Linked DNA regions of Mus musculus: region 1 is linked to region 2. Evidence: chromatin contacts called from public HiChIP or PLAC-seq data. All regions are on one chromosome and are shown on one strand. The core of a region is the stretch at or near the end of the contact, and the rest is flanking DNA. Distances in the headings are between cores, read along the strand shown.

Region 1 (4,298 bases), core at 1,187-3,686, 290 kb before region 2:
TGGGGTTTTTATTCAAAAGCTGAAGTAGATAATCTTGAAAAAGGAACGACTGGTATCATATGAAATGACCACTATAAAAATGCCTGTGGACTTTGAAATCTTCAGACGCTAGTTGTCATCACCATCCTCTTGAGGAAATTACAATGTCTAAGACCAAACCGTTCAACTTCACTTAAAAACTCGCTAATACCTCTTTATTGGTTTTCATAGCAAGAGAAACTGGGTGACATCTGCTTCTCCCTCCGCTACGTCCCTACTGCCGGCAAGCTGACTGTTGTCATTCTGGAAGCCAAGAACCTGAAGAAGATGGATGTGGGTGGCTTATCTGGTGAGTGCGCAGTGGCTATTGATTGTTGGAAACAAACGCTGTTTCACTGTGGGTATTGAATGCACGGCGCTCATGCTGTGGCTCCCCGCTCCTTAATTGATCGCAGCTCTCTTTCCTACAGAGCTGGAAGCCCTGTCAGAATTCAGCCAATGCAGGGCCCCAGGAAGCCACTCTCAGTTTATTGAAATTGGCAAAGAAGATGAAATCTATTTCCCTTCTCCATAGCCAAAGTATCAGCTGTCATTTCTATGTCATTGAAAGCTAAAATTTTGGCTTCTTATTTGAAAGGCAATGCCTGTGACAAATTATAGTTTTGAGGATTTTTTAAATTCACCCTCAGTATTAAAATTTCTATTTTACCTGAGACTTATTAATTAGGTATTTGCTAACCTGACAAAATCTCTATAATGCTTTTTATAAAAGACAGCATTTCAAATCTATATTTCTTCTTTGAGAAGAAATTCAGGAACAGTTCGTATAAGTTTTAGTCCTACAGCTTAAGACAGGGGTGGGCTTGGGCTTGAAAGATCTGTGTAACCCAAGCAGGACATGGCAGTGAGGAAGTCTTCCACAAGCAAAGTCAGCTCAAGGACTCTTTGTTTCCAGATCTGAGCAGAATTTTTTCCTCCTCCTCTGTGTGGTTAAATAAATTATCATTTTAATGTTCCAGTAAATCATTAAGGTGGGAGGGATTCTCTTGACATGCGGCAAGGTCATCACAAACAGATAACAGTTGTCATTGTTCCTAGCTGTGGAGTTTCAACAGACATGACTCTTTATTCTGTGATTTTTCTGATTACAAAAAAAAAAAAAAAAAAAAAAAAGGAAAGAAACAAACAAACATACATTGTAAACACCACCCTGATGTAGCACAGTGAGTTTATACTGTGAAAGAAAACGGCTGAAAATGGTTGAGGCTGAGTCCTACCCAGTGACTTAACAGTCAAATCTCATGCTATCTATATCCATTTCTCTGTATAAATAAGGGAACTTGAAGAAGCTATAGTCTTCCATGTCACTAAAACCCTGCCTTAATGTCTTGCTTCATTTCTAATGGTGTAAAATTTGAACCTTTAAAATAATATGCATATAGTCCTTCCTAAAAATATGTAAAACATTTTGTGTGCTTATTGGTAAAACAAATGCACAGAAAACTATTTAAAAATTTGCAATTATAGTTTTCTCCCAGATCTCAAATTAGTATCCTGAGGAGACTTAAGAGACCTTTGACTTCTGTCCCTCTCTTTGGCTAAGTAGCCATGTCTGTTAGAAGTGTATCTGTAGCACTCTTATCTACCCCAAGCACTCCAGACCTCCATGGGAGTTCCTCGCTATCTCTGTTCAAGGCTGCCCTAATGTCCCGCCTAATTGAACTCCACCCCAGCGTCAAGTGCCCTTGTTCTGGCTTTCTTCTGGGTCTTATATAGGATGGACTTCCCATCACCATGGACAGCTGCTTCAGATCCTCCTTCTCCAAGATGGCGGTCCCTTTCTGTCTGACCTCCTTGTCAGCCATCCCTTCTCACCTTTACGATGTGCAGAGCAGGATCAATCTGAGTGCTTACAGTCACAGGCATGTACATGAGCTCACTGCTAGCAACCTAAGCAGAGAGAAGCTCAAAGGACAATGCCTGGCCTGTCACAGTTGCTTAGCATTGTGGCTTAAAAGAGGCGCACCCAAAGGTCAGATCTAGTTCAGTACCCATCAGTTTGTCACCTTTTTTTTTTTTTTCTAAAGAAAGGCAGGAAAATTATAGTAGCTTCAGAACCCACAGAACCTAGAGCCACCCCCATATTGGAATTACCTGGAATGATTATAATCATTAACAAACCCTAATTTTAAGGGCTTCCTGCTGCCTGTAGAATTAAATCATAATTACGCTAATCACCTAATGTAGACTCTTTCAAGCTATGCTGTTCTGCATCTCATTTTAGCCAATGGGCCAGCACACTCATCTCATAACAAGCCATGGAGCATGCTGCTTCCGTCCTTACACAATTCTCTTCATCTGGAATTCTCCCTTTTAACAATGCCTAGCTAAATCCTCCTCATTCTTCAGCCCAGCTGAACTCGAATTTCTTCCAGTTACTCAACCAATGTGTACCATGACTCGACCGTGAGTCATACGTCATGCCGAGCACTGGGTTCACAGTCGTGAATAAGAAAGTCCAGAGACCGTGCACTCCTGCAGTTCTTACTTTAATGTAAGGAGACAGACAATGAGCCAAGACATTAGTAAAGCACACAGCTCCCTGAGGTGCCAGAAGCCATAGGTGGAAATGAAACAAGGAAGTTGGGTAAGCCATGTCAGGGAGCATTTCTTTTTTAAATGAGATCAGGAAAGATGACATGAGTGGGTGGCATTCCAGGAGGCAATAGGGCAGAGGTGGGGGACTAAGCCAAGGGTCCAGGTGTGTGAGCCAGAAGGTTTGCCGTGGTAGGGATGCTGTAGGAATGCCTTTTCTGATCCATCCAGCAGAGTCAAGCTTTGTCTTTTTAAGCAGCTTGTTTACAGTCCTCAAACACCAGACTTCTTTCTCACTAGACTGTTCTGTATTTATGTCTCCCACAATGCTCTCACCGACGGGTAGCACTGCGCAGAGCTGCGGAATGAATAATGAATTATTTACAAAGGAGCCGTGGCCCGAAAAACAAGTCTCGCATTTCAAATTTGCTTAACCTACTTACCATTAAAGCAACTCTAAGTATGTGAATGAGTTGCCTCAGAGTAAGAGGACCTATGTACAAAGAGACCACAACTATATAAGATCTCATTCCAAGTGATTCAAATGCCAAACTCCATTTGCCAGGAACGGCTTTGTTAACTGGAACCAAAGCTGGCTCTTCCGCCAGAGTTGAAACCACACTCTGCCACTACTAACAATCTGACTTGTTTTGAGGTCTTAGAGCTCAAACTCTGTATGGGCTCTAGCACAAAGCCACACATATTGACATTGGACAGATGATTTTTTTTTTCTTCTAAGCTTCTGTTGACAAAGTAGAAGTGCTAGGCAGACTCCATTAGTGGGCATATTGTTAGAAAAAAAAAGCAAGAGTTAAAGTTAAGTGCCTACCAAATATCACTGTGACTGTTTCAATTTAGTCACTTTATCAAAGCTGGAAAATGTGAAATCAATGGACCATCTAAGCCACAGCTTGATTTGGTGGGAGAAAGGGGGCAGGGGAGGGACCTGACACGACGCAGCTATTTGATGGACACGCCAGACCAGTTCCAGATAATCAGGAGTCCAGGTTTTATACAGGCTCAGAGTGAGTTCAAAATTAGCAACGGATCAATAAAACATGAAGAAAGTGGGAAGTAGACATTTTCAAAATACTTTTCTTACTAGTTTCTGGCAAGATCAGGTGATTTCTTTCTCACTGTGTTTATTCAAAATGGACACCCTGCAGGCAGTGGTGGCACATGCCTTTAATCCCAGCACTTGGGAGGCAGAGGCAGGCAGATTTCTAAGTTCGAGGCCAGCCTGGTCCACAAAGTGAGTTCCAGGACAGCCAGGGCTATACAGAGAAACCCTGTCTTGAAAAACAGAAAAAAATAAAACAAAACAAAAATAAAACAAAACAAACAAAAAAAAGGACACCCTAAGGATTTTGCCTTTATCACAACATCCACATTGCAAATGACCAAAGTTCCTGCCCTTCATCCTCACAAGGCAAGTGTAATTGGACTATTCATAATTCTGCAGCAGATTAATTTTTTTTACATCTACTCATTCATTTGGGAATTTTTTACATAATTACTCACATAATTCCACCACATCCCCACCCCAGCATCTTCTATGTCTTCCTTAATTATTATACTTATATACAAATACATATGTACCTATATATGTAATTGATTAATCAATCCTAAAAAAAATGAATCTCCCATTTCTAATTTCTGTTCATGAATATTACAAAAAGAAATGTTTAAGTTCTGAGAAAGACAAGGCATTGGAGGAATTGAGA
Region 2 (4,283 bases), core at 1,614-4,113:
TCGTCATGGTGGGGAACACGGCAGCATGCAGGCAGACATGGTGCTCGAGAGGAGCTGAGCGGTCTCCACTTGGATTTGCAAGCAGCAGAAAGAGAAAGGGAGCCACTGAGCGTCTGAGACCTCAAACCCCATCCCCTGAGATGTACCCCTTCTCCAACAAAGCCACACCTACTCTGACCAGGCCACACCCATTCCGACCAGGCCACACCTCCTAATAGTGCCAATCCCTATGAACCTAGGGGGCCATTTGCATTCAAACCACCACAGAAGGTTTCAATTAAGTATGAGGAAAAGAAAGAAAGAGGCAAGGGGCCAGGGGAGGACTGTGAACACGGAGGCCAAGTCTGTGTAACCTGCCCTCATTGCTCAGTGTCTTTCCTTCACTAACAGGGATGTATTAAAACACTTAACCTGAGAGAAAAACCCAGGAAACCAAGAGATACTCATTAAATTAACAAATATCCAGCAACGACCTGTTTTGCCAGCTTCTGGAAAATGCACCCATGACCACCAGGACTGGTGTGTGCTCACAGAACTCAGAGTTGAGCAGGGAGAGAAGCACAGGTCAGTTAAGAGAGAAGAGATGGGCTTTATTAGAGGTTGGAATGCTCAGACAGATACCCGAGAGGTGAGTCAGGTATGTACAAAGGGAAAGGGAACAAGGAAACGAAGGGCGAAGGCAAGGAAAGAGAGCGAGGCAGCTTCCGGGGCTGGATCTCTAGATTCTGTCTTCTAGGTGCTTATAAATGAGGTGGCAAGACGCAATATGGGCATTTGAGGTCGTTTAAAAAAATTATGTAGGGGCTGGTGAGATGGCTCAGTGGGTAAGAGCACCCGACTGCTCTCCCAAAGGTCAGGAGTTCAAATCCCAGCAACCACATGGTGGCTCACAACCATCTGTAACAAGATCTGACGCCCTCTTCTGGTGTGTCTGAAGACAGCTACAGTGTACTTACATATAATAAATAAATAAATCTTTAAAAAAAAATTATGTAGCTCTGGGGAAAAGATCACCAGTTACACACGGAGACTGTCAATCTCATCTTAAAAAGGAGAGGAATGATCAGGAATGTGGCCTGACAGGGCCTGCGTGTCCTCAGGGAGCAGACAGGACGCAGTGAAGCACAAGGGAAAAGGCCGGTTGGGACTTGCAAACTGGTAGCTGCGGCCGTCTAATGAGGTAGACTCTTAAAACAAGGGGAGAGCGAGCGAGAAGGTTTGGTAACCAGTTTACAAAGAGGTCCTTGATAACAAACCTGAAGAATTCAGGCTTTATCTTGAAGATGATTTGGGGACAGTAAAAAATAGAAAGTGCCAGGAAAAGAACCTATTTCAAGAACGTGTACAAAGTACTGCACTCCCTCGTGATCATGAAGGCCGCGTAGGAAGGAAACATTTTGGGTGATAAAAAGAAAGCCTGGGGGCTGGTGAGATGGCTCAGTGGGTAAGAGCACCCGACTGCTCTTCCGAAGGTCCGGAGTTCAAATCCCAGCAACCACATGGTGGCTTAAAACCATCCGTAACAAGATCTGACTCCCTCTTCTGGTGTGTCTGAAGACAGCTACAGTGTACTTACATATAATAATAAATAAATCTTGAAAAAAAAAAAAAAAAAAAAAAAAGCCTGGACACACCTGGGCAGGGATGTTAGCGCTCACCAAGAAAGATGCCCAGCAAATGCGTTTGGAAGCAGCAGAGGCAGAATGTCTTGCATAGGAAGTGAAGACAGTAAACTGTGCAAGAGCAGAGCTTGGGATTTCTTTTTTCTTTTTTCTTTCTTTTGGTTTTTCAATACAGGATTTCTCTGTGTAGCCCTGGCTGTCCTGGAACTCACTCTGTAGACCAGGATGGCCTCGAACTCAGAAATCCGCCTGCTTCTGCCTCCCGAGTGCTGGGACTAAAGGTGCGCGCCACCACTTCCCCGGCGAGCTTGGGATTTCTTGTTTTACTTTACTTCTCTCCAGGCGACGCTCAAAAGATGCTCCAGAGACTTCAAGAGCTTCTGAGCTTCCTGCAGGCTGAGCTTTTCTAGGTCATTAGACGGAGGTATCTGGATGTGGTATATGTACGTGTGTGGAAGCGTTTCTGTGGGTGTCCGGGGAGACGAAAGGGGAACTCTGGGTACTCTCCTCCTTTGCCTTCCATCCCACGGGTTTTAGTGCTGGAGACAGGGCCATTTCACTGAACTAGGAGCTCATGGATTGTCTAGGCTGGTCAGCCACATGGATCCATCTCCATCCCTTTGCTCCTGGGGAGCAGTTGGCTCCGGTTCATGACCAGCCTATAGGTAGGTGCCCGGGATCCTAACTGGGGTCCTAATTCCTGTAGAGCAAGCGTGTTACCCCCTCCCCCACCTCCCAAACCTTCTCCTTGGTGAGCCTCTCAACTCATTAAACATCTCATTTGTTCATACACCAAGATTGTAGCATTTAGAATTACTCAGAACACAGTTCTTCTGAGTGTCCCCTTTGCTTTTCATAAGTAGCTTAGATAAACCAGTCACAATCTGTGTGGTGATGATGATGATGATGATGATGATGATAATAATAATAATGATGATGATAATAATAATAATAATAATAATAATAATAATAACAAATACTGTATCAATAGTAAACTGAATAGAGAGCTTTGCACAGAGGAAACGGTCAGTAAATATTTGTTACACAAAGGACTACAGTTTGCTGGTTCTTTACTGTAAAAAAGTAGAGCAGACTCTGGGTTTTCTGATTATAACATTCTTCCTATTGTTTCTAACTCTAATGTGCTTTCCTGACCAGTTATGGGAAAAAAGGGAGTGGGAAGACTCTCACCACAGGCATTAAGGAATGTCTCAGGATCTCCAGTGCATCCCATCTAGGCCCCGGGCTACCACACTGGAAAACACTGGAATGTGAAAGTCACCCATCTTGTGTGTTCCAGGGGTGGGGTTGAGGATGGCGGGTGGGGAGATATTTTAGAGCTACTGCCTTAAAAAAAAACCCACTCCCAAATTTCCACCCTACAACTTTATTCCTCTCCTTTTTTATGCCCCTTTCTGAATTTCCTCTAAATGTACACAGTAGTGGTATTTGCACACTAGAGTACTTTAATGTAATGCCAATTTGGAAATTTAAAGTAAAAGTACAAACAAAACACACTCAGCCCTCTTGGGTAGGTGAGTTTACGACAGAAAGAATTCAGCAGTCATCTGAGGCTAATTGCCTTTGTATAGGGCAGGGCTTGTTTCGTTCTAACGCCCCAACATCTCTCCACCCTTCTAATGATCCTGTGCCTGAACCAACAGCTGACCGGAAGATGACTCACTTCGTCACACAAATGCCTGTACCCATCCTACCATCTGGAAAGCTCTCTACTCTAGGCTAATCCTATCCACCAAAATACAGGGTTACGTTAAAAACTGACGACAAAAACCACAGAGGAAAAACGAAATAAAAAAATTACTACCGACAAAGCGACTCCTATTCTCCCATGCTTTTTCTCGTTTTCAAATTAATGGAGAAAACTGTAATTTTGTCTTTAATGGCATATCATGTGATCGTTGATAGATGTGCACATTGTGTAACGTGTCAGGAGACTTATCGTCTTCCCAAACACTGACCATTTTCTTGTGGCTGAAGTGTTCCTTACAGTCGTGTAAAGTCTACAGGACCCCCTTGCTTGCCCTTCTGTAACCAAGCACCAGCGTGGATCTTCCTTCCTATAGAACTCTACTCTTGCTACCTAGGGACCACGATCTTTTTCCTCACTGTTTTCTCTTCTACTTTCCATTTTTTCCTTTTAAAAAGATAGGTTTTGGGGCTGGTGAGATGGCTCAGTGGGTAAGAGCACTGACTGCTCTTCCAAAGGTCCTGAGTTCAAATCCCAGCAATCACATGGTGGCTCACAACCATCCATAATGAGAACTGACGCCCTCTTCTGGCGCATCTGAAAACAGCTACAGCAGCTCTGCTGAGCAAGCGGAGTTGACCAGAGCAAGTGGGGCTGATTGGAGTGAGCAGAGGTCTTAAAAATTCAATTCCCAACAACCACATGAAGGCTCACAACCATCTCTACAGCTACAGTGCACCCATATACATAAAAAAAAAAAATAGGTTTTTGTTTTTGTTTTTCAAGACAGGGTTTCTCTGTATAGGCGTGGCTGTCCTGGATCTCACTTTGTAGACCAGGCTGGCCTAGAACTCAGAAATCTGCCTGCCTCTGCCACCCAAGTGCTGGGATTAAAGGTGTGCGCCACCACCGCCCAGCTAAAAAGATAGGTTTACATTATAAAAAATAATACC

What was found. HiChIP or PLAC-seq counts read pairs in DNA pulled down with a chosen protein or histone mark.
Region 1: a contact with region 2 is called in a FOXA1 HiChIP or PLAC-seq map of pancreatic cancer cells. The contact joins two enhancer-like sites. A contact is called at or near these places in 4 of 484 Hi-C or Micro-C datasets (the AtT-20 cell line, the G1E-ER4 cell line, embryonic stem cells and 1 more) and 7 of 115 datasets of contacts at active chromatin or transcription factors (embryonic stem cells, pancreatic cancer cells and stem cell-derived neural progenitor cells).

The regions. Positions count from the first base shown.
Region 1 is chr10:108,579,904-108,584,201 of GRCm38.p6, reverse strand. Syt1 (synaptotagmin I) reads left to right here. Exons shown (of 11, transcript NM_009306.3): 9 at 211-328. Among named protein-coding and RNA genes, the nearest start is that of Gm5136, 120 kb to the left of the region's middle. Within about 2 kb of position 2,436, at least 89 of the 459 cell types and tissues checked have an H3K27ac peak or open chromatin away from gene starts, as enhancers often do. A contact at or near this core is called in pancreatic cancer cells and trophoblast stem cells, where this site is marked.
Region 2 is chr10:108,290,876-108,295,158 of GRCm38.p6, reverse strand. No RefSeq gene overlaps it. Among named protein-coding and RNA genes, the nearest start is that of Pawr, 39 kb to the left of the region's middle. Within about 2 kb of position 2,863, at least 26 of the 459 cell types and tissues checked have an H3K27ac peak or open chromatin away from gene starts, as enhancers often do. A contact at or near this core is called in pancreatic cancer cells and trophoblast stem cells, where this site is marked.